7 separate regions of the Mus musculus genome follow, and all the other regions are linked to region 7. The links are chromatin contacts, called in public promoter capture Hi-C maps. All regions are on one chromosome and are shown on one strand. Each heading gives the region's core, a stretch centred on a gene start, on an enhancer-like site or on the middle of the called end of the contact. The rest is flanking DNA. Distances are from core to core; before and after follow the strand shown.

What was found. Promoter capture Hi-C pulls out the DNA fragments that hold promoters and counts their contacts. Capture Hi-C pulls out chosen DNA fragments and counts their contacts.
Region 1: a contact with region 7 is called in a promoter capture Hi-C map of cranial neural crest. The contact joins the promoter of Ggta1 here to the promoter of Pdcl in region 7. A contact is called at or near these places in 2 of 39 promoter capture datasets (the 3T3-L1 cell line and cranial neural crest).
Region 2: a promoter capture Hi-C map of embryonic stem cells shows a contact between it and region 7, with 2.8 times the contacts expected there. The contact joins the enhancer-like site here to the promoter of Pdcl in region 7. A contact is called at or near these places in 6 of 39 promoter capture datasets (the 3T3-L1 cell line, 3T3-L1-derived adipocytes, embryonic stem cells and 2 more).
Region 3: a promoter capture Hi-C map of adipose tissue shows a contact between it and region 7, with 10 times the contacts expected there. The contact joins the promoter of Golga1 here to the promoter of Pdcl in region 7. A contact is called at or near these places in 3 of 39 promoter capture datasets (hippocampal neurons, liver and pre-B cells), 2 of 484 Hi-C or Micro-C datasets (B cells and CD4 T cells), 1 of 115 datasets of contacts at active chromatin or transcription factors (astrocytes) and 2 of 9 other capture datasets (adipose tissue and liver).
Region 4: a promoter capture Hi-C map of pre-B cells shows a contact between it and region 7, with 8 times the contacts expected there. The contact joins the promoter of Scai here to the promoter of Pdcl in region 7. A contact is called at or near these places in 8 of 39 promoter capture datasets (the C10 cell line, cranial neural crest, hippocampal neurons and 4 more), 1 of 484 Hi-C or Micro-C datasets (muscle stem cells), 1 of 115 datasets of contacts at active chromatin or transcription factors (astrocytes) and 1 of 9 other capture datasets (macrophages).
Region 5: a contact with region 7 is called in a promoter capture Hi-C map of liver, with 9 times the contacts expected there. The contact joins the promoter of Ppp6c here to the promoter of Pdcl in region 7. A contact is called at or near these places in 7 of 39 promoter capture datasets (the 3T3-L1 cell line, the C10 cell line, cranial neural crest and 3 more), 5 of 484 Hi-C or Micro-C datasets (CD4 T cells, LSK cells, muscle stem cells and 2 more), 7 of 115 datasets of contacts at active chromatin or transcription factors (astrocytes, double positive thymocytes, embryonic stem cells and 4 more) and 2 of 9 other capture datasets (adipose tissue and liver).
Region 6: a contact with region 7 is called in a promoter capture Hi-C map of hippocampal neurons, with 3 times the contacts expected there. The contact joins the promoter of Dab2ip here to the promoter of Pdcl in region 7. A contact is called at or near these places in 2 of 39 promoter capture datasets (cranial neural crest and hippocampal neurons) and 1 of 115 datasets of contacts at active chromatin or transcription factors (astrocytes).

What each region holds. Positions count from the first base shown.
Region 1 is chr2:35,459,997-35,463,201 of GRCm38.p6, reverse strand. It overlaps Ggta1 (glycoprotein galactosyltransferase alpha 1, 3), which reads left to right and starts at 1,753. Exons shown (of 8, transcript NM_001145821.2): 1 at 1,753-2,007.
Region 2 is chr2:35,679,105-35,682,002 of GRCm38.p6, reverse strand. The region is part of intron 3 of Dab2ip (disabled 2 interacting protein); the gene reads right to left. Among named protein-coding and RNA genes, the nearest start is that of Dab2ip, 59 kb to the right of the region's middle. Within about 2 kb of position 1,547, at least 195 of the 459 cell types and tissues checked have an H3K27ac peak or open chromatin away from gene starts, as enhancers often do. A contact at or near this core is called in embryonic stem cells and liver, where this site is marked.
Region 3 is chr2:39,063,801-39,066,932 of GRCm38.p6, reverse strand. It overlaps Golga1 (golgi autoantigen, golgin subfamily a, 1), which reads left to right and starts at 1,392. Exons shown (of 23, transcript NM_029793.2): 1 at 1,392-1,552; 2 at 2,210-2,258. It overlaps Scai (suppressor of cancer cell invasion), which reads left to right. Exons shown (of 18, transcript NM_178778.3): 18 at 1-719.
Region 4 is chr2:39,189,242-39,192,603 of GRCm38.p6, reverse strand. It overlaps Scai (suppressor of cancer cell invasion), which reads left to right and starts at 1,874. Exons shown (of 18, transcript NM_178778.3): 1 at 1,874-2,014; 2 at 2,571-2,615. The coding sequence starts at 1,962.
Region 5 is chr2:39,224,632-39,227,603 of GRCm38.p6, reverse strand. Ppp6c (protein phosphatase 6, catalytic subunit) reads left to right here and starts at 1,255. Exons shown (of 7, transcript NM_024209.3): 1 at 1,255-1,437. The coding sequence starts at 1,363.
Region 6 is chr2:35,620,534-35,623,452 of GRCm38.p6, reverse strand. Dab2ip (disabled 2 interacting protein) reads right to left here and starts at 1,472. Exons shown (of 16, transcript NM_001114124.2): 1 at 1,170-1,472. The coding sequence starts at 1,293.
Region 7 is chr2:37,357,869-37,361,025 of GRCm38.p6, reverse strand. It overlaps Pdcl (phosducin-like), which reads left to right and starts at 1,694. Exons shown (of 4, transcript NM_026176.3): 1 at 1,694-1,883.

The DNA of each region.
Region 1 (3,205 bases), core at 504-3,003, 1.9 Mb after region 7:
GCCACGATTATTTTGGGTTCCTTTCTAAATAATTACAGAAGGTCGCAGTGGCTCTGTATAACCCGATCAGAGGACACCCAAGGCTCGAAGGCCACAAGCAAGCTATGCTCTAGATGCCTCTTGGCCAGTTTTCACCCCAGAGCTCAGGACTGGGAGACCTAGCCTAGTAAGCATCCATGGGCAGTCCTTAGCCTGTAGCCCGTGGCCTTTCTCCTTTCTTCCCAGAGAAACACCCAGTGTGGAAAGACCTTCCAGGCTCCCAGGTGTCTGGCTGTAAGCCAAGCCAGTGTCCATGAGACCTTTCCTCATTGCATAGGGTGTCGGTTCCCCACCCCATCACCCAGTAACACCCCCCCCCCCCCACACACACACCCGTAGTTCCTCCTCTGCAGCCCCTATCACCATGGGCAGGTCAGAAGACACAGGCGGCCGTGAGCGATTTCTTTTCTTTTTCTTTTTCTTTTCTTTTTTTTTTTTTTTTGCTGGTTTCAGGCTTTTTTCTGCCTGAGTGGAGATGAAACATCACTCCTCCCACAGATGGGAAAGAGGTGCAGGTTGGGGTAAAGTGAGGGACACCCGATGCATCACACGTGCATCACGCCGGACGTTGTGTTGGGGGTGGGGGTGGGAGTGGACTCTCTAGGCTCCCACTCCTCGGGTCGGCGCACGCCACTTGCCTGCGCCCTAGGCCGCCGAGCTCTGCAGGGGCCAGAGGCGCGCACCCCACCCGACACACCCGGACAGAGCAGCGGCCGGGTCTCCTACAGCGCAGGGCGCCGCCCGCCCGCCCGCCCGCCCGCGTGGTCCCGTCTCCAGCGCAGCAGACAACACACACCCGGCCTGCTTTTGCGGATCAGGTGGGTCCCGCCGGGCGTCTGACACTGAAGCCACGCGAGGGCTTCAGTGGGGAGGAGGTGTGGGCGAGCGGGAGCGCCGCTATTCCGGCCCAGCCCTACCTCGGTCCTTGCTTTTGTCCTGGTCACTCGATCATTTCCTCTGTATCCACTTCTGAACTCTAGGCTCTGTCCCACCCTGAACAGTGTCGCTGCATCTGTTTGCTTACTGGGGTCTCCCGCCACCTTCCCTCGCTATCCGAATAGCTGATATTCAGGGCAGCACAGGGCAGCACAGGGCAGGGCAGGGCAGGGCAGGGCGAGTAGGGCAGATCAGATCCTGGGACCACCGGTACTAACCAGTGAGTGTAGAAAGCAGGAGGTGTCTTTTCCTACTGTAGTTAGGACAGGGCGGGTTGGCTCTTCTTATGGACAAGATGGAAAAGGGGTGCAGGTAGGGGCAAAGTGAGAGACACTCGAATTTGAGAGACAGACAGACTCCTAACAGTGAAGGAAGGACCAAGCCAAAATCAAGCCTGGGCAAAGTCTCAGGCACTAACTTTGCTGTGTTGGGTGATGGGAGGTAATCTCGTCACAACTTTTCAAACCACCTCGTTCCCACTGCAAGGAGACACCATCAAGTGTTTGAAGATGGCAGGGGAACCTCTCAACAAAACACACACACAAACGTTTTATTATTTTATATTTATTTTGCATGCAAAGTACTGTGTTTCATTATGGCATTTTCATACATATGCGATTGCACAAACTCTTGAAAATCATCCAAGAAACAGCAAAGCGGGAAATAATGTTGTGGGGGGGGGGCGCGGAGGAGAGAGAACAGAGACTGGAGAGAGTGCTGTCCTCCTTGCTGCGGGGGCCAGGAAGAGGCTAGGAGGGCGGGGATGTCAACGCCACTAGCTCCTCCCTCAGGAAGGACCCCAGGGACTCTTATTTTTGTAGTTTTGCTTGTCTGGGCCACTATCGGCCCCAGAACAGATCTGACTGCCTCTTTCATTCGCCCGGAGGTAGATAGGTGTGTCTTAGGAGGCTGGAGATTCTGGGTGGAGCCCTAGCCCTGCCTTTTCTTAGCTGGCTGACACCTTCCCTTGTAGACTCTTCTTGGAATGAGAAGTACCGATTCTGCTGAAGACCTCGCGCTCTCAGGCTCTGGGTAGGCAAAGGCGAGGGGGCTCGCCATGGCTCGGGTTGTCCAGGGATTGGGGCATCAGGACTACGGGAGTCTCTGCCTTTTGATAGTGCTTCCTTACAGTTATTTTTGGGAGTAGTTGCTTCTTCCTGATGGGAGCCGCGTGCGGGTCCAAGCTATCTTTTGCAAGTAACAGGTGTCTGGTGACTAAATGCAGGGCTGAACACTTCACTTGGGATTACCTGGTTCCAGGGACTTTGAGTATTGGCGCAGGCCCCAAATGGCCTAGGAGGGGTACCTGGAGACCCTGGCTCCTGCTCCTGTGATCTTACTACATAGAACCGATTCTTTTATTTCTACTTTCTGTGTTAGGAACGCCCCAAGAGGATGTTTTGGGGAGGCCTCCTGTCCCCATTCCCTGTGATTAGGGTCAGTTTTCAGTGGAATGCCTGAGATCAGAAGGCGGGAGATCAATTGATTACTGTCAATGGCCCCCTGTGGCTAAACTTTACCGGAAGCTTTCTCAGTCACAGAGCAGGAAAGGCCGCCTTGCACTGGCCATACTGACTCTGAGCAGCCATTTGCCCGGTTTCTGACACTTCTGAGCCAGGGGCTGACCATGGGTTTTATTCCCTGTGCACTTCTGGGTCTTGGTGAAACTTTTAGTGTACATGGGTCTCTTAGGTTCCCCAGCCTAACAGGATAAGCTTGGCACTGTTGGCTGGATTTATAGAGAAGGAAATCAAAGTTGGGAGAAGCCAAGTCACTGGTTTATGGGTGCTCAGGGTTTGGATTGAATCTGAGGTTGGAATGCACTCCAGCCAGCCTCTAAGGCTTGTGTGCTTCCTGTTTGTTTGTTTGGAGTGTGTGGTTTTGTTTTGTTTTGTTTTGTTTTGTTTTGTTTTGAGACAGGGTTTCTCTGTGTAGCCCTGGCTGTCCTGGAACTCATTCTGCAGACCAGGCTGGCCTCGAACTCAGAAATTCCCCTGCCTCTGCCTCCCAAGTGCTGGGATTAAAGGCGTATGCCACCACAACCTGGTTGCTCACTTTCTATTCAGCATCTCCCACCATGGCAAGAAAACGACTAAGGAACAGATGGCATGACTCTGGGGGGAAGGGCTGGGGAGAGTGGAAGGGAAGAGGTAGTGGGTGGGGCTGAGCATTTCAACAGGTGCAGTTCAGGTATAAATATTATTTTTTGAAGTGAATATGCTTTCTGATA
Region 2 (2,898 bases), core at 298-2,797, 1.7 Mb after region 7:
GCTAAGTGAAGATAAAGAAAGAGAATGGGAGGGCAGAGATGAGTGCTCTGATTAAGAGCTGGCTAATATGGCTCTCATCACCCCTGACCTCTGCCTGACTCAGGTCAGCACCCAGAAGGCAGGGCTGGGAAACACTCAGGAGCCCCACCTCAGATACAGGCATTTGGGAGTAGTAGACCCTTCAAGGCCATACAGGGGCAGTGGTGGGGTGCTCTCCATTCTCCTCCTGCTTCCGCACACTGAGGATGAAAACCTGGCTGTAGGGGTTCCACCAATGTATTAGTCAGGGTTCTCTGCAGTCACAGAACTTATGGGTAGTCTCTATATAGTAAGGGAATTTGTTGATGACTTATAGTCTGTAGTCTGATGCCTTGAGGGTCAGCTGCCTCTGACTCTAGCCCTAAGGCTTCGCATACACTATAGGAATAATTAGTTTCTTAAGCCTGGAGGACAGTCTGAAGGACCAGGCACCAGGTGATCTTCTGTAAATCAAACACAGATTACAGAAAGTGTGACAACCAATGGAGAAAGACAAAAGGGAAAGTTATGCCTACAGGCCCGGACAGGCCTTAGCCAGGCCAGAGGTGATCTAGGCTCTGAGAAGCAGGAACCTACAATGGAAGGTGGAGAGCACGGGGCACAAGGTCCCTGAGAAGGCTCTCCTTAGCAGCACAGGAAGGGCCTGCCCTGCCCTGTTGGCAGGTGCTAACAGCAGCAAGGTCACATGTGTGGACAGTATCATCCCACAGCTGTGTAGCTGCACCACTGCCTAAGAGCAAGATACAGGTATCACCAGGGAGTCTCTTAAGCCACTTTTCTTCTCTGGGCCCTTGTCTGGCCAAAGGGGCATTTATGTAGTAAGGCTGGGGAAGTACCCAGGGGGCAGTGAACATGGCTAGAAGCTCTCAGGGTGGCACTGCACACCACTGGGACCAAGCCAGCTCACAGCCGGGCAAGCACAGTCTACTAAATAAACGGTAGCGGGTTCCGTTGTTTCTGCCCTGCCCCTCTACGAGAAGGCCTGGCCTGGTGCCGTCTAGCCTCCTGGACTCCAGCCAACCATACCATAAAGGATTCTTACTGGAGGGCAGGCTGTATTTGGTCAACATTCATGTTTTGTTTAACCACACAGTATATGACATTTTTAAATTTTGAATCAATTGCCAACATTTAAAGATGCGAAATTTTCAAATGTCACAAAAACCAAGTTTAGAACTTTCTCTTCCATGCCCAAAGTTCTGCCACCAAAGCCCAGCAGCCATCTCTGACCCCAGAAGGACACAACCCTACAAACTGTTGAAATTGTCACCACAGCTGTGAAGCGCCTCAGCTAGGGTTCCTATGTCACATGGGCAAAGCAGGGCCCACAACATACCAACCCTCTCCTAGGGTCACAGTGGGTTCTGACACACAGCAAAGACCTGCCAATGTGTGTGGATAAAGACTAAAACGGCAGATAAATAAGGTCAGCCCCAGCTTTACCCGCCCAGGATATCCTGATTGCAACACTGCTTCCTTGCAAAGCCCTGCCCCCAGCCAGTACAAACTGATTCACTTCGATCCTAGGCCCCTCCCACAGGTGGGTACTCTGACAGCAGGACATATGAGTTGGTAACGTTCAGCCTGTGTGTAGGTCTCTGAGATCATTCACTGTATGACCTTTGTTTAAAGGCTAGGCCTTTGGAGTGTCCAGGCAAGGTTAGCAGTGATCCTGGCATCTCTGCAACTCTGGCCAAGCCAAACAAAGATCCCCAGGACTTCTGTCAAGCTGAAAAAGAGAATTCAACAGCAAGAACTCACAAAGGCAAGGTTTCCACCGATGCTGCTTGCAGGACGCCTGCCCTGCTTTGAAGCTGGTAACCAATTCTTCCCTCTTTCTTTCCACTAAATGAAGCTCCACGGGGTTTTCAAGGTCAGAGCTGCATTGGCAGAGGCGGTTCTCTTTGTTCTTCTACCTCAGACTTGCCCCAAACACAGACAATTGTCCCCAACAACCAATTCCTGCTGGGTGGAGACAAGGACCAGGCAGGTGCTTCCTGTGGCCCCAGGAGTCCTGCTCTCCTGGATACGGATTCTCTGTGGGCCTGGCTTCCTGAAACTCCATCTCAGCATGTAGTTTTGGGAAGAAACAGCTGCGAGTCCCCAGAGTATACCCTCAACCCAGGGAGAGGTCAAGGCTCAGGATGGGCTTGGTTCCTTGCTGGTGGCTGCGGGTGTCACCTCAAAGCCACTCTCCTCTCTATTTCAGTCTCCTTACTTGGAAAACAAGAAAATAAATATCCAATTGGAGAGATTCAACCTCCTAATGAGATCCAGAGGAGCCGTGGGAAGCATGAAGTGCCCTGCCAGAGTTATTATCCCAGCACCTGGCACGGTACACGGCGTGCAGTAGGTGCTCAATGGGTATGCAATAGGTGCTCAATGAATGTGTGTATTTGGCACTTGGGCTGTCTATGAGAGGTCTGCCCTTCAGGAGCTACAGAGACAATGGTCATGGGCAAGGATTTGGGTCTAACAACCTCTACCTCTGGCCTAGTTCAGCAGTGGCCAGGCCCACATGAAGGCTTCACTTGCACATCTGTGTCATCAGTGCCAGGGACCTAGAGATGCTGCAGGACTCTATGTGTCGTGCTCTCTTGGACACTCAGTAGTTCTTACCCATGGTTAAGAGAACAGCCTACCCAACCCAGCCGAGAGGAGATGCCAGCCAGTCCTCAATAGGCTGTGTCCACCAGAGGACTTAAGAGCTGTGAGGCTGGCAGTTCTTTTGTACTAGCCTCAGGACCTTAGATAAGTACAGCAAGCCCTCTACACCCTTTACCCAGCACTGAAGCAAGCTTGCCTCTTAGACTTCTGATTCCGAAAACAAAGCACCTGGCACAAAGAGGCCCGCCATGG
Region 3 (3,132 bases), core at 143-2,642, 1.7 Mb before region 7:
TTTCAAATAAACCTGTCAGTCAGCTCTGATATGCAGTAGATTGTTTAGATTCACAAATTTTATGTGTTACTGGTCAATTTTGAAGAGACTTTACCACAGTGACTAAGGGGAAAATTCTATTGTATCATTTGACTTGAACATTTGTAAAAGTCTTGTCTGTGGTGTTTCTAAATTGCTTAAACCATACATTCTCTTAAGGATTTTAATTTGCTTTTGTTCTTTTCCAACAGTCATTTTCTGGTTTTGTCTGTTACAGTAAACATTTTATAGACCTTAGGAATTGTCAAGTTCTTGAACATTTATTTTCTTGAGTTGATCACTTAACTCTTGTGTATGTGATTTGTCATAAACAATTAGAGCCTTTCACTTCTTCACTACATGAATTTCAGAGTAAACACTGTGATTCTACAGAGCAGATTCCATAGGCGTTCCAATATTCTTAACTGTTACACAGTGCCTGTCACTTTGAGGGCACATAAATACTAGGATGGAAAATAAAACGTTGTTTTGATGTTTGTTAAATAACAAGATTACAGAATATCTGTGGGGTTTTTTTTGTTTTTTGTGGTCAGTGTAATAAAGAATTTTGCATTGATAAATATTCTCTAGGAATGTGTATACATTCATCTAGTGTGAACTCTTGTAAATGAATTTTGTATCTTGAATCACGTATATATTAAGTGTATCATCAATATAAAAATAAACATTATTTGCTTAAAGTTTTGTGTATTTCTTTAGTATTGACAGTTGTTTCCTTGTTTGGGGTAAATCTTAGGCGCTTTAGCTGTCTTGAGTTACAGATTAACGCGTATAACTATTTTGTAGATTGAGATTACTGTTTATAAAGTATTTGTTTTCTCCCTAACTGGTTGCTACAACTGGGACAAGAGGAAACTGGAATAGATGGAATCAACAAAACAGGCTGGGGTTGCTTCTAGGGCAGGACTGAAGTTGCTATAATGTACAATGCGTAGCTTGAAACTTGAGAAATACGAAAATCTTACTTGGGCAGAACTAGGATAAAAGGTTCTAGAAACTTCTTTCAGTTGTATGAAACATGATCGACAGCAACTCGGATTGAGAGGTGCCCGGTGTCGTTTTTTTGAGCATAGACTTTCCTGTAGCCCCAAAGCTGGCCCTGGGGTACCGCACGCCACGGGGCTCCTCCCTCTTCAGAAGGGAAGGTGCCGATCCAGGGCGGCCAGATTGCGGTGCCTCTCGCTGACGTGTCAGTGGCCGGCCAACACAGGTAGAGGTGCCCGCGCCCGGTAGCCGTTTCAGCCCAACGGCACAAGCACCCCCGCTTGCGCGCCGCTGAATCGCACACGGGCGCATGCGCGCGCTGAGAACCAAGCCGACGCGCTGCCACTTCCGGCGCGCGGCAAACGTGCGGTTCCGGGTCGGTGCTCGGCTCGTCGGCCTGAGGTGGGGGCCAAGCGCCCTCGAGAGTCCGCGGAGGCGTGGCTGCTCCCACACAGCAAGTGCACTACTGGAGTCCCTGGACGCAAGTAGGCCTCCCTCTCTCCCATGGCCTCCGGCGCTCTACCGCGAGGTGGGGACACAATGGACCCCAACCCAGGGCTGGGGACGGTGCCAGGGGACTCGGGGCGAAGGCTGCCCCCTTGGCCTGGGGGTCTGGAGCTGCCCTGCGCGACCTAAGCCAAGCCGCCACTCTTTTCAGGGGCGCAGTCTCCCTACTGTCAAACAGAGGTTGAGCCCCTCCCTTGGTTGACAGCCCTAGTAGGGCTGCGCCTCCAGAGCGAGCCAGAGGGAGTGGGATCCAAAACGCGGTGACCTGCACCTCTGAACCGTAACCATCTGTCAGAACTTTGCTGTCGTTCTAGCAACTTAGTGCGAGTAAGGGCTCAGGGACCAGACCACAAGCCTGACCAGCTGTGAGAATCGGCTGAAAACTAAATATTGTCACTGGGAAGCCGGCAACTAATTCGAGATGTTTTGCTCAGAACTCCTAGGGAGACATGAGTGTTGGCACCAGTGCTAGAAGAAATTCTTTCTGCTTAAAGGTGGAAATTCTTAGGCTGCCCACTGGGACTGAGGAGCGTCTCACTGACAGTAGTACAATAGTGGCCAGGTGTATTTGCCCACTTATTCAGCCCTGCCCCCCCCCCCTTCTTTTGTCCCTCTCCCGCTGAACGTTTTCATCCGGCACTTGAAATATCCAACCTATTTTATCTTTGTTTTTACACAGGGCAGTGACTTTGACCTCCATACTCTTTTAAATATAGTAGATAAGACAGGTGAGTACAGTGGTTTACAGATATTGGGGGTAAAGTTTTGAAGGATTTCATAGGCTTAATGGCTAACCTGAAGTGGTAAGGCGTCATCTGTCATCTTACAACAGAGTGTATCCTGCACAGACGTGAAAAGATAAGGTTGAAACAGAACAGTAGGAGTTTGCTTTATTTTGTTTTGTTTTGGTTTTTGTTTGGTTTTTTGTTGTTGTTGTTGTTGTTGTTGTTGTTGTTTTGGTTTTTCGAGACAGGGTTTCTCTGTGTAGCCCTGGCTGCTGTCTTCGAACTCTCTCTGTAAACCAGGCTGGCCTCGAACTCAGAAATCCGCCTGCCTCTGCCTCCCAAGGGCTGGGATTAAAGTCGTGAGCCACCACCACCCGGCCTGTTTTGTTTTTGAGACAAGATCTCACTATGCAGCCTTCCCTGGCTGACCTGGGGCTGTGTAGACTAGACTTGCCTTGAACTCACAGAGATCCTTTTGCCTCTGCACCACCATACCTGGCCCAGTAATGTTTTATATACCATTGAAGGAAAGAAATTTTGAATCTCATGTTAACTATCATATGGGAAGAAATTGTGGCTAGATGTAATATTATCAAGCACAAAGAAAATTAGACATTTCCACATGGGTGAGAAAAGTTAAAGAGCATCTGATAACTATAGTTAGTCTGGGTTCTTGGTCACTTTTTTCTATGTTGTAACTTTTCCCTCCTAGGAGGAAGCACCTGATTAAAAACCAGAGATTGAGTTGCATATTTTGTATCTTTTGACTTAAGGAAAAAAAAACACTAAATTCTTATTAAATATATTATTAGAAGAAAGATTTGAAACATTAAGTCATAATTACATGTTGTTGACCTGGAAATTTTTACATGTGCCA
Region 4 (3,362 bases), core at 625-3,124, 1.8 Mb before region 7:
AAGATCCCATAACAGGGCTGGAGAGATGGCTACTCTTCCAGAGAAACCTGGGGTTCATTTCCCAACAACCACAACCTGTAAATCACAATTTGTAACTCCAGTCTCAGGAATCCTACATGGGCACCAGATATACATGTGGCATACAGGCTACATGGAGGCAAAACACCCATACACATAAAAAATTTTAATCCTGACAACATCTGGAAATGCACTTCTGAAGGAGCCCATGCTGGGGGTCCTAGGCTACATCCTCAGCAGTGGGCCAGCAAGACAGCTTAACAGATCAAGTTCCCCAGGACCCACGTGATGGAGAGAAGTCCCGAGAGCTGTCCTCTAGCCGCCTAAATGCCATTGCATTCACCCGACTCATACTCTTCCCCTTCGTCTCCTCTCTCTCCCTCTTTTTTTACTCCTCCTTCCCCCTTTCATAAATTCAGTAAGAGTAGCTCCTCAGCAATGCAAAAATAAATCCCGCTATAACTTGGCAGCATCCCATTGTTTCATAAAAGAAAGGCCATTCCACATCGAAGATGGGTGCAAGATAAATCATGTAGGAATAAAGGAGAACCCCTTGCACCAAATACATTTGTGAAAAAGTAGTTATCTCAATATTTGGGATACTATCCACTTGTGGAGATTTGTGAGATACGTCTCATGCATTTTATTTGCTATTGTGTGCTGTGTGTGTGCAGGTGTGTGTGTCATGTGCATGTGGAGGTCAGAGAGTCATCGAAAGCGTTCCTCTGGGTTTGAGGACAAGCCACAACATCAGGCTTGAACAGCAAGCACCTTTTACTCTGCTGAGCCATATATCTGCCACTACATTGTTGGTGTGTGTTTTAACAAAATGTGTTCTAATAAAATGAAAATGGCCCAAGAGAAAGTTTTATGCCTTCTCCCAAATGGAAGGAATGAACTTAGAATCTGCCAGACAGATTTGCATAGATCTTAAGAATTAAATTCTTCGGGTGCATTACATATACATCTGCTATATTTTCAAAGATAGCTTTTTGTTAGAGCAGAATAGAAAAGATTACTAGTATTAATTGTATTTACATGCTTATGCATGTAATGTTTTGCATGCTTAGGTCTGTCAAAAAATGCAGTGAAATTTTATACCAAAAATGATTAGCTGGTTAGATTTTTTAATCATCTGGAATGGCACAGAATGGCTAGCTTATACAAGAAGCAGTTCTTTTTAGGCTTTTCAAAATGGAATACATTCCTTGTGGTTATTGTAATTGGTTCTTTTTGCAATGCTGTTTGTTGTTGTTGTTTTTTTTTTCGAGGTAATTAAAGAAATTCTGCTTTCTTACAAGCTTGCATCCAAGCTTAGGATCTTTCCTGCAGCCAAACTGCTTGATCCCTACAATTTGAGACCGAGTCCCTTTTGAAGGGTGACATTAAGCCGCATTCGAGGTGATTCAGAAGACTATGAGAGAGAGAGCTGCTTTGCCCTCGAACTTCTGAATATATCTGGAGAAAGTGCTGCGCTTGATTTTGGTTCTGGAGCAGTGCGGAGGCGGAGGAAATAGCAGGTGTCTGGGAGGTGTCAGGGATGCAGGATGCCAGCCAAAGAGAACCTGCAGGCAGGTGTCTGGCGCCGGAGATGTAAGTCCCCGTTCTGGCACACGGAGGCGCTCAGGGCTCCTCTCGCTCTGCTAGCAGTCTTTAAGGCACCTCTGCCGCCACCTGCAGTCTCAACCAAACCTCGGGGTGGGCCACGCGGGACATGACGGCCTAAGCACCCAATCAGCGGTCGGATTTCTAGATACCCTGCCGTTGTGGCCAATAGAAACCGAGGAGAGGCGAGGAGGGGACGGGCCCGAGCCCCGCGGCAAGCCTGGCCGGGGCGCAAGGCCCTCCTCCTGTCTCTCCGCCTACTCCAGCCTCCGCCGCTTCAGCTTCCCGAGCGAGCCCTGCGGCCGCCGGAGCATCTCCCGCGGCGGAGCAGGAGCCGGATGGTCAGAGGAGCCCGGCAGTCCCAGCAGCCGCGGAGTCGCCTGGCCCCCAGGTGGGGTGGGCTACGTGGCGAGGCGGAGGCTAGGGGCGAGGGGCCCAGAGAGCGGGCCTGGGGGTGGCGGCGGTGGTGTCTAGGCGCCGAGCCCTGAAGGGGCGGGGGTACAGGCACTCAGCATCTCGGGGGCGCCAAGGGAGAGCAGCTCTCGGGGCAGCGAGCGAGGGCGCGCTGGGCGAGAGCGGAGGGCGCGCGCCCCACCGGGGAGCCAAGGAATGCGGGGAACCGGGTCTGAGGGGCGGGGCCGTGTCTGAGGGGAGCTAGGGGGGCCTGCGGCTCTGGGCAGACAATGAGGCCGACCTGGCGGGTGGTTGGGGGAGCCGAACGTTTGGGGCAGGGAACCGAGAGCATTCGGGGACTAGTGAGTCCCAGGCGCTTGGTCGTGGGAGGGAAGGAAGCCCTGCCTGTGGGGTGTCTGTAAGGTCACGGGTAGGCAGAGCCAACCTGTGGTCAGCCTGTGGCCCCCCGAGGGTGGTACATGAAGTGCCCCACAGGCAAGGCAAGGCAAACGGTGTGTTGTCTTAGTTACGGGTCTCATTTGTTTGGTCTGTAGACTGTCTGGCACAGTGGAGAAACCACCCCGAAAACGGAAAAGCAGGTAAGGCAAATGCCTTCCTCTCTAGCTTCGTGTTTTTCCTGTTTGCTTGGCTGCCCCTGTGCTGCATAATTACGTGGTGAGTAGATAAAGTTTCTTATTTAGGTCCTTTTTTTAGTAAATTCGACAGCATGGAAAGGTATTCCCTTTGAGAACTTCAAATTACCACCACCTCCAACCCCTTGCAGGTATATGATACGGGAAATGGGGAAACATTAAGAAAGCCCCACTTTCGACTTTAGTCTTAATTTCAACTTTGGCATCTCTAACGGAGATTGTCATTGAACAGCTACTGTGTGCCAAGTGTCGTATACAAATTCTGTGTTATTTTCTGTGACAGTTTTGCAAAAGAGGGAACTGAACCATAGAGTAGCCAATACTTAGCAAACAAAGATCACACATGTAATAAATGATAGAACCAGGATTTGAATCCAGGTTGTCTGAATGCAAAGTTTATGTTCTTTATACTGTAATGCTTCTAATACATACACAGTTGAACAGAGTCCCACTCCTGGCTTTCTCTCTCTTTCTTTATAAAGTCTAATAAACTGAGATGCTTAATACAAAAGTAGTAACTAAGGACTTACATAGGCCGCAGACAACTGAATTTTTCCTTAGGCAATGAAGAAGAGTATTCATCCCACAAATATGTTTTAGTGTATTTCATTTGTTAGGTACTACATCACAATTTTATTTAATTATTTGAAGATTTCCTTTCTTTACCTACATTGGAATTGAGAGAGTAAGCTA
Region 5 (2,972 bases), core at 6-2,505, 1.9 Mb before region 7:
CTTCTGGTTGACCTGCAACATGCTACATAGACTAGGCTATCCTAGAACTCACAGTTATCCAGCTGCCTCATCACTGCTGTGGTCAAATATGTGGTACACTATGGTCAGGTTAATTCTGAATCCTGTGTCAACCCATCCTCCTTACTATGCTGGAATGTTTTCCTTAAATTATCACTTTCTAACATGCTCTGAGTAATTTATTATATTTGTCGGTTATCTCTAACAGAATTAAATTGCAAGTTGAGGACAGATTTTTTAATACATTATTTTTTATTATTTTATTTATTTTGACTGCAAATATATTTCTGTACCACATGCACACAGTGCCCAGAAGAAGGTGTCTGATCTCCCGTAACTGGACTTGAAAGCAGCCACGTAGATGCTAGTAATAGAACTTGGATCCTCTGGAAGAACAGCTAGTGCTCTTAACTAATGAGCACTCTTTCCAGCCCCAAGGATAGAGATTTTTGTCTATTGCAGCCATTGGTTATTCTAACTGCCTATAAGTGTATCTGTACTTTGTTGCTATTCAATATAGAGTTGTCAAATGGACCAATGTTAAAGCTATAGTAGGTGTCAAGAACTGTTCTTGGCACTGGGATACGACAAAAAAAAAAAAAAAACCTTTCCGGCCCCCTCCTGGAACTCACCGGATTAAGTCAGTAGCCTGTTTTTCAGTCTAGGATCCATCTTTTCTGTTTCCTTTGAGATTTTGGGGCAAATAACACATGCAAACTTTGCATTCTTACAGTCTTACAAGAATTGAACAGGAGAAAAAAAAAGTGCCAGTATTTGTACAGAATGTGGCATAAGAAATGCTTTATTGTTTGTTTCTTCCCCCACCCACCACCCACCCCACCCCCCAGCCAGAGAACCGGTGGTGTTAAGTTTGTTTCAAATGTTGTCTAGGCCAGGTCTTCAGTAGTCCTGGAAAGGCGGTAACAGTAACTCTTAACTTTAACTGAAGATACTTTACAGGGTAGGAGTGAGAGCCAGGGAATTCTTAGTTAACCACTTCATGGTCTTCCTTAGAAAAAGCCTCATTTGAGGTGAAGTCTGTTGCCAAGGATAGGAAAGGAAGAGCATTTTACTAAAACTACAAATCCCAGCACGCCCCGCGGCAGAGAGCTACGGGTCCCAGTAGGTTTTATCAAAAGGACCTCCGGGTTCTCTTGGAGATAGATCCGTGGCCCGGAATTCCGCCTGAGAGAGAGAGCGGAACGGGTCAGGCTTTTACGTCGCTTCGCAGACGCCACTCACGGATCGGACGTGACGTAAGGAGGGTTCCGGATTCGGCCTCCGCCGCTGCCTCCGCTACTACAGCCGCTGCCGCTGCTGTCGCCGCGGCTTGTTCTTCCTAAAATGGCGCCGCTGGATCTGGACAAGTATGTGGAGATAGCGCGGCAGTGCAAGTACCTTCCCGAGAACGACCTGAAGGTGAGCCGGGCCGGAGGCCGTCCAGCTTGCGAGGCAAGCCCCTTCCGGCTGCGGGGCTCCCGCCGGCCCGCCCTTCTCCCTCGGCGGGATCCCTACCGGGCGCCCGATCCTGGCGCGGCGGAGGGCGCTCCGCGGTGCGAGAGGACCGGGTCCGAGGCGGCGTGACGCGGAGAACCAGGGGAGCCCGGATCCCCCGAATGCTGTCCAGTTCTTTGAGGGGAGATCCCGGGGGATGTCACGATCCCCTGACCCTCACGGGACTCCGAGCTTAAAGACTCTCACTCTAACTCGCTCGGCCTCCCGGAGACGGAGCCGGGCCGAGCGGGTAGTGCTCCCGGGATGGGGTCCTCCCAGCAGAGGTAACAGGAGCCGCTGTCTGCTCCAGGGACGCGGCCGCGGTGTGTTTAAGTCCCTGAGAGGTGGAAGCCGGTGGGCGGGATCGATGCGACCATAATGGGAGAGAATGACAAGTCGCCTCAGCTTCACCACTCCCCTAAATTGCTTCTTAGGAGTGGTAGTTTTCTTCTGATGATTTGGATGTGGATCTCATTTCTTAGCCCGTTGTTGAGCTATTTAAGTGAATAAGCAGTTGCTTATCAATAAGTTCAAATGTTTTTATGACCTCTGAGCTGTTCCCCTGTAACTCAAGGTGTCGTTTTCTTGGTTTTCCAAAGGAGGTCTTACTCAGTTCAGGCTAAGTTAATGCAGTAAAGAAGTAAGCCGTTGGTGTACCACTGTTATCAACCGTATTTTGTTTCTGCAAAAACTAGTGCTTAGGACCACGTTGGTGTTTATCCGATGGTTGCTAATGTCTGTTTTATTCCGTTAACTTTGATTTGCTATGTAGTCAGTCACTCTCGATCATTTGAATTTTTTTTTCATGCTGTTTTTGTAATATTTTTAAGCCACAGGCTTAAAACAATTTTTTCAAGAAAAAAATTGCCTTTTTCCTAACGAATTTTATTTCTCTTGTGAAGATTTTGCTCTGTGTCTGTTTTCTTGTCTCATCTAGTACATGAAGTTTATATTTAAATCAGCCAACAAGTATGCAAAATGTTTAAGACCTCAAGTGTTGGTTGTGTGAAAGTACATAGCTTGTAACTTACATACTGACTGCCTGTGTTACATGATTGGTGTTCATATTCAGCCACCTGAATCAGGCATTTGCCTTGTCTTCCTGCTTGGTAATTTTGTTTTGTCTTGTTTTTGCTTTCTTCCTGAGATAAGATCTTAATATAGTTCTTGCTGGGGCTGGAGAGATATCTCAATGGTTAAGAGCACTTGGCTGCTCTTCCAGAGGACCTGGAAATTCTGTTCCCAGCAAGGGCATGATAGTTTGTAACATCCTGTCACTCCAGTTCCAAGGAATCTGATGCCCTCTTCTGGTCTTCATAGGCACCAGGTACACATGTGTTCCACAGACATGTGTGCAAGCAAAGCAGCCATACACATAAAATAAAAACAAATCTTTAAAAAAAGTTCATGGTGGCCTCCAACCCAGTATGTACCTGAGGATGGCCTTGAACTCCTGACCC
Region 6 (2,919 bases), core at 223-2,722, 1.7 Mb after region 7:
CAAGAATCTGTCACAATGGCAGATTCTTACAGCTGAGAAAAACAAAGGCTCAGGAAATGAGGCGATTCATGCTTGAACCTGGGTCTCTGGTTGCCTAGACTAGGCACAGGAACTAGCCAGAGGCCACTTCAGCAAAGGCCGGGATATCACATGCTTTGGGGAATCCTCAAACTAAGTTTACAAACCTGTGGGCAGAGTCAGACAGCTTAAACTTGAACTCTGTGCACAGGGAACTCAGTACTTCCTAAATAAACCCTGTACATTGTTACTTGGCTCTACCGCTGGGGCCGGAACGTCTTCTCCATTCTGGGGGGAAGTAAACTAAAGCCTGCCTGCTTCACTGACCCAAACCTAAAAAATAAACAAGGGGCCACTCTCACACCTCTCCAGGCAGGCTTGGCACATTCTGCCTGTGGTGAGGCTGGGCCGGGGCCAGGCTTCCCATGCCCCAGATAACCTTAGGATGTAAACTAAGGCAGCTTCTGCATCACAGACACCTTCAGTGGGCCTAAGCCACCGAAGCATTATGGCCTTACACAACCCAGGCCTGGCAGAGTCTCTGTGTGGAGCCCCTGACCCTACTTACTTACCAGCCCAGCACAAGTCAGCATGAAACGTTAGGGCCTCTCTAGCTGAAGATCTTATTACTGGCTCGAAGAAAGGCTTGCATTTCTCCCTCCCCATTTTGAAAGAAGTACCCTTCCAAGGACCACTCAGAGTGGCTCCAGGCCCCTACAAACCTGGCTCTCCCCACAGGAAGCCCACTCAGCTCTCCATCCAAAAGATGAGGAAGCAAGACAGGACTGGAAGCACGCTAAGCTTGAGTAGCAGACAGTGGAGGCAAGTCAGGATCCACTTCGACTACTTTACTACGGCCTGCGCGCTGAGTAAACTGATGCACAGTGGAATGGGATTCGGAACTCAGAAGTACGGAGGAACTGCATATCAGACCGACCCCTTTCTCTTTGGTCCTGATATAATGGGAAACATTAGGGACCCCGCTTTCCCCCAAGAGGAAGGACCCTACAGAAGCTGGGGCAATGGGGATGGGACAGTCACGGTAGCTCCAGATAAGGAGCCATCACCCATTGACACAGGAGCCTCAAAAGCATCCGTTGGTGGTGCGGGGTTGCGAGGGACTAAGGGTCTGGGGTCAGGGTGGCGCCTACCCCTGGCTGGCCGGGTCCGGCTGCGGGAGCGGCTCCTCTGTCGCTGCAGCCGGGGCCGCCGCAGCAGCCGGTAGTAGTAGGATGGCCTCCCGGTGCTCTTCCTGGCGTTGCCGCCGGCGGACATGCTGCCGCCCGCCGGGCACCGGGCCAGGCCTGGGCGCTCACACGGGCCCCATCGGCCGCTCCGGACCGCCCGGCGGGCGCCCCGCACTCTCTCCCGCGCTCTGGTGCAGCAGCAGGCAAGACCAAGGCTGCCCTACAAAGTAGCTCCAACTCCTCCTCCTCCGCCGCCTCCCCCGCCCCGCCCTGAGCAGCCGGCCCCTCGGCGGGGGCCCGGGACCGGGAGGCTGGGCTGGCACCCGCCCGGAAAGTCAGTGCGGGCAAAATCCTGGCCTGGAGTCGTCCGGGCGACGCGGCCCGAGAGTGCCCCTGTCCCGTCCGAAGAACCCCAATAACAGCATATACCCAACAGCCATGTCTAAACTCCATATCCAACTTGGGGTGCCTGGAGCACCCTATCCCGCCACAGGTGCAGTGGTGCATGTATATATGCATACACACCAAGGCTAGGCACCTGAAATTAGAGTCTGAGGAAGGGGGTGACTGGACTGAAACATGGCCAGACCAGAGCGCCCCACAAAGCTTTGCACCTACCCCTCAGTCAGGTCGGAGTTCTGCCTGTCTCTGTTGCCTAAGATACTTAGCTACTCTTTACAGAAGGCAGTCTCCATCTGATAAAAATATGACTTTCATACCATTAAAATTATTGTGTGCATTTCAAGCGCACATAGAATACAAGGCACACCTGTGCAACCAGAGGGCTTTGCTAAGCCACTTTGCCCCATCCCCCACATAAACCACCAGAGGTGCCTGAATTTTCCCTCCCCTCTGACATTTTTAGTAGCATTAGTGAGTTTCTGAAGGTAGTAAGATCTCTACCCTACAGTGGGAGTAGAAACTGAGGCTTGGGAAAGGAATGACCACCTGCCTCTACTACCACAAGCTGAAAGACTTTCTCCAAGTCATTCTGCAGTTCCAGAAACTTCCATGGCTCCCCCGATCATAATAGCTACAAACCCAACCATCTCTCTTTGGTATTTGAAGCAACAGAAATCTTGCAAAAATCAAATCACTGGCAGCCTCACGCCAACCACCCATCCCCCCCTCAACCCTACTTGCTGCTGGCTCTCATCTCTGTCCTTCTCTTAAAATGGCCAGCAATCTGCCTGCCTCCTTTTCCCCTCCTCTTAGGTCTACCCTCCTGGTCCTAGGTAACCTCCATTTCTCTCCCCTCTCCCCAAAGCAACATTCAGACCACACCACCTACCAGTTCAAGTCAGATGGGGAAACTGAGGCCCTAAAAGATGTGTGCTCAAGTGTGTGTGTGTGTGTGTGTGTGAGAGAGAGAGAGAGAGAGAGAGAGAGAGAGAGAGAGAGAGACTTGCCTCGATCACACAAAAAGTACAAGGGCATATGGTCTTGGCCAACGGTTGTTGCATGAACTCTTATGGGAAATGGGACAGGCTAGACACTGGAGGAACTTACGGCAATCTCGAGTGGGGTAGGGTAGCCTAGGTAACAATCCAGGCCAGGTTTTTCTCCTCACAGGGGAAGCCCCCTTCCTGGCTCCTCAGTCTAGGAGGGAGGGCCTCCAGGTCAGTGGAGAGGATGGGGGTGCTGGATCACAGCTGGAGGCCAGGCGCCATCCTGGGACTTTGGAGGGTAAGGGGGGAGGGCAGGTCTCCAAACC
Region 7 (3,157 bases), core at 445-2,944:
AGAGTATGATCTGGGTAGTAAGACAAAAGCAGCAGTGAAAAGTAGGCTTGCTAAGTGCTGGGGTCAGGCTAACCCATTCATTGGCTACTCATTTGCTTTCTCCTGTGGGCCTGCACCAGGGCACGGAACCCAGGTCCTCTGGAAGAGCATTATAGTACTAAAATGCTGAGCCATCTCTCCAGCCCCTCTCGTCCTCCACCTCCTCCACACACTTCTACAACAGAGACTGCAGCTTACACATGTTCTTGAAACTAAGCTCAAGGTCCTCAGAGCAGCAGATGGTCTTCTTGGTTGATGAAAGAACTCAGTGGGGAAACCCCCACTCAGCTCCCGATTCGGCGTGCACCCAAGAATCACGAATAGAACACAACACCTTGATGTAACAACAAGAGGTTTTTAATGGCGGAGCTCCGGGTCGAAACGTATCTCACATAACAGGAGACAGTGGATTCGACCACGAGGCTTGGAAGCTAGGGGTTTTTATAGAAAAGGAGTGGGGCTGGGGGAGGAATTGGCGCGGTTTCACATGATTGGTCCATTTAAACATCAGCAGCCTGTAACATTTAACTTAGGTCAGAGGGGTGGGAGCTAGGGAGGCGATGGGCTTGCCCGGGCATGTCCTGGTCTGTTCTGCTATGTTCTCAGCCCCAGGTTTCAAAGCTCAGAAACAACTCTTTGGGCTATTTAACATACATTACATGAATTACAGTTTTATTTCCTTTCAGTTGACATCTTTCCAAAGAGACGGTCCAGGAAAAGCCCCAGGTCCCATTTGAGTTTTTCTCCACTCCAGCTCTTGCCTAGCCCTCAGGTTAGGTCTCCAGGTTAACTTGGGGGCACTGGGCACCCTTCAACCTGGGGGCCACAGTATGTTATCCCTGCACAGAACTTGCATGGCAGGGGTAGCAGTGGGGGTGGGATGGCATGGGGAGGTACCTTGCATTTCTGAGTCTAGCCCAAATACTAGCCCAATCCTGGGCCAAATGGGTGGACGTTGGAAGCTTAGTCAGGTCTGATGGCTCATCCAGCTCTCCCACTCCATCACCCCCACCACCCAGTTGGGGCAAGAAGATGAAATTCTAAAATGTGAACATAGACAAATTTGCAGTAACATCTAGGTGGTCCTAGAAACAGGAATCAAGAAACCCCCTTTTCAAATTAAGAGCCCTATCTTAAACGCTGCATTTTATACAAATCGAGCAAATTTGATATGTTTTAATTAGCACACGGTTTAATTTGCAATCTCACAGTTGTGTACAAGACACGCCAACTAAGCAGTTTGAAATCATTTGAGGTTTAACAAAAGTTTTCAAACATAGGGTAGTTTCCTTGACTTTTTTTTTAATCTAGAATTTTCAAAGGTAATCATTATACATAACTGTTGTAAACTCTGTAAACTACAGAGTCAACTATTTGACTAACATTAGTTGATAAGAGTTATTCAAATTTCTTCAGTTGTCCATGCTCGTTTCCAGTCCAGCAATCCAATTCAGGTTGTCATACAACTTCTGTTCTTTGAGTTACTTATTCTTGAAGAAGTTAATGTTTTCGAGTTATTTTTCGCCTTAATATTCCTTTGTAATTTGTCTCGAAACTTGGAACGTAAGTTAATAAAAATTTCATATTTAACTAGAAATACACATCTACGAGTTTTGTCCTAAGCTAAGACCCGTAGCTCCTCCTCAGACGCCGAGATAAGCTTCTTGTGATTGGGTAGCGTGCGTCCGCCGCGACGCCGGAAGGCCGTGTGATTGGTCCGCAGAGTCCACGGCAGCTTTTTCTCTGTCGCTCAAGGCTTTCGGCCACTTCTCTTTCTCTAGGCGAGCGTCCTTTGTTGGTGACAGGAGCTGCTAGTCTAGAAGGAGCAGACTGAGCGAGGCGAGGTAACTAACTGCGCAGGCGTCGGCAAGGAGGAAGCGGCGGGCCTAGACATGGGTGGGGCAGGAGTTTACGCGCCTTGGGCGAACTACTTTGCTTCCCGGCTCCTGGATCCCAATTCCTCTGTACTTCTCAAATTCCTTTGGAGACTCGGAGCGTCCCTCCTCAGTACCGCCCTCTTCACTGTGCCCTCCCCTGCCCTGTCCTCCTCGCTACTCCGCCTCCTCAGCCCCACCTTCCTTATGGCTCCGCCTTCTCCACTCCGTCCTTACAGCTCTGCTTTACTTAACATCCTGTCCCTGCCCTTTTGTCCCATAAGCTCCGCCTTCCTGGAAGCTTAGCCCCGCCCTTCTGTGTTCCACTTGTGCAGCCCTGTCTTCTTCACTGTCCTACTTTCTCTTAACACTCTTAACTGCCTCTCTTGGAAGCCTTTCACTGGCCCTGCCCATATCACTGCTCCTCCTTTTCTGTGCCTCTCCTTAGCTCCACCCTCTTCATGATCCTCCACCTCTTCAAGTTTACTATCCCCACTTGAGGTTTACTTTCTGCACTGCGGGTGCATGCCACTTCTGTCTGCCAGTGTTCTCACCTCTCAGCAGCCCAGTCTCCTCAGTACACTCCTCCTCTTCTGGCCCCGTTTTTCACTCATCGGACCGAGTTGTGGCCCTCTGGCACATCCCAGACAAGGAAATTGTAAAAGTTTTCTTCCTTCCCCTGGTGCTGGCACTTTCCTCTTGGTTGCTGTTCAGCGTGCACAGTGCTCTGTCCTGACTGGAATCTGCTGTGTGGGAGAGAGGTAAATTGTAATAGAGTAAATACCATATGTTAAGTCTCTTCTGAAGGCAGCGCAGTGTTGATATTTGGTATGCTTAGAGGAAGGACGTTTTTGTTTGTTTGTTTTTGTTTTTGACTAGTCATTCCTGCCGGAGTCTTTTTTTAATTTATTTTAATTAATTAATTAATTTTTTTTTTTTTTTTTTTTTTTTTTTTTGAGACAGGGTTTCTCTGTGTATCCCTGGCTGTCCTGGAACTCACTCTGTAGACCAGGCTGGCCTCGAACTCAGAAATCTGCCTGCCTCTGTTTCCCAAATGCTGGGATTAAAGGCGTGGGCCACCACTGCCCTGCGCTACTGGAGTCTTAAACAGACTTCTAAAGCACTGAACTGTACCTTTTCCCAAAACATCTGGGTCCTAGGTGTTCTTTAACCATCTGGCTCTTATTTAAGTTTTGTCGTGGAGACTTGCTGGTTATAATTGGTCCAGCTTGAGACCATGTATC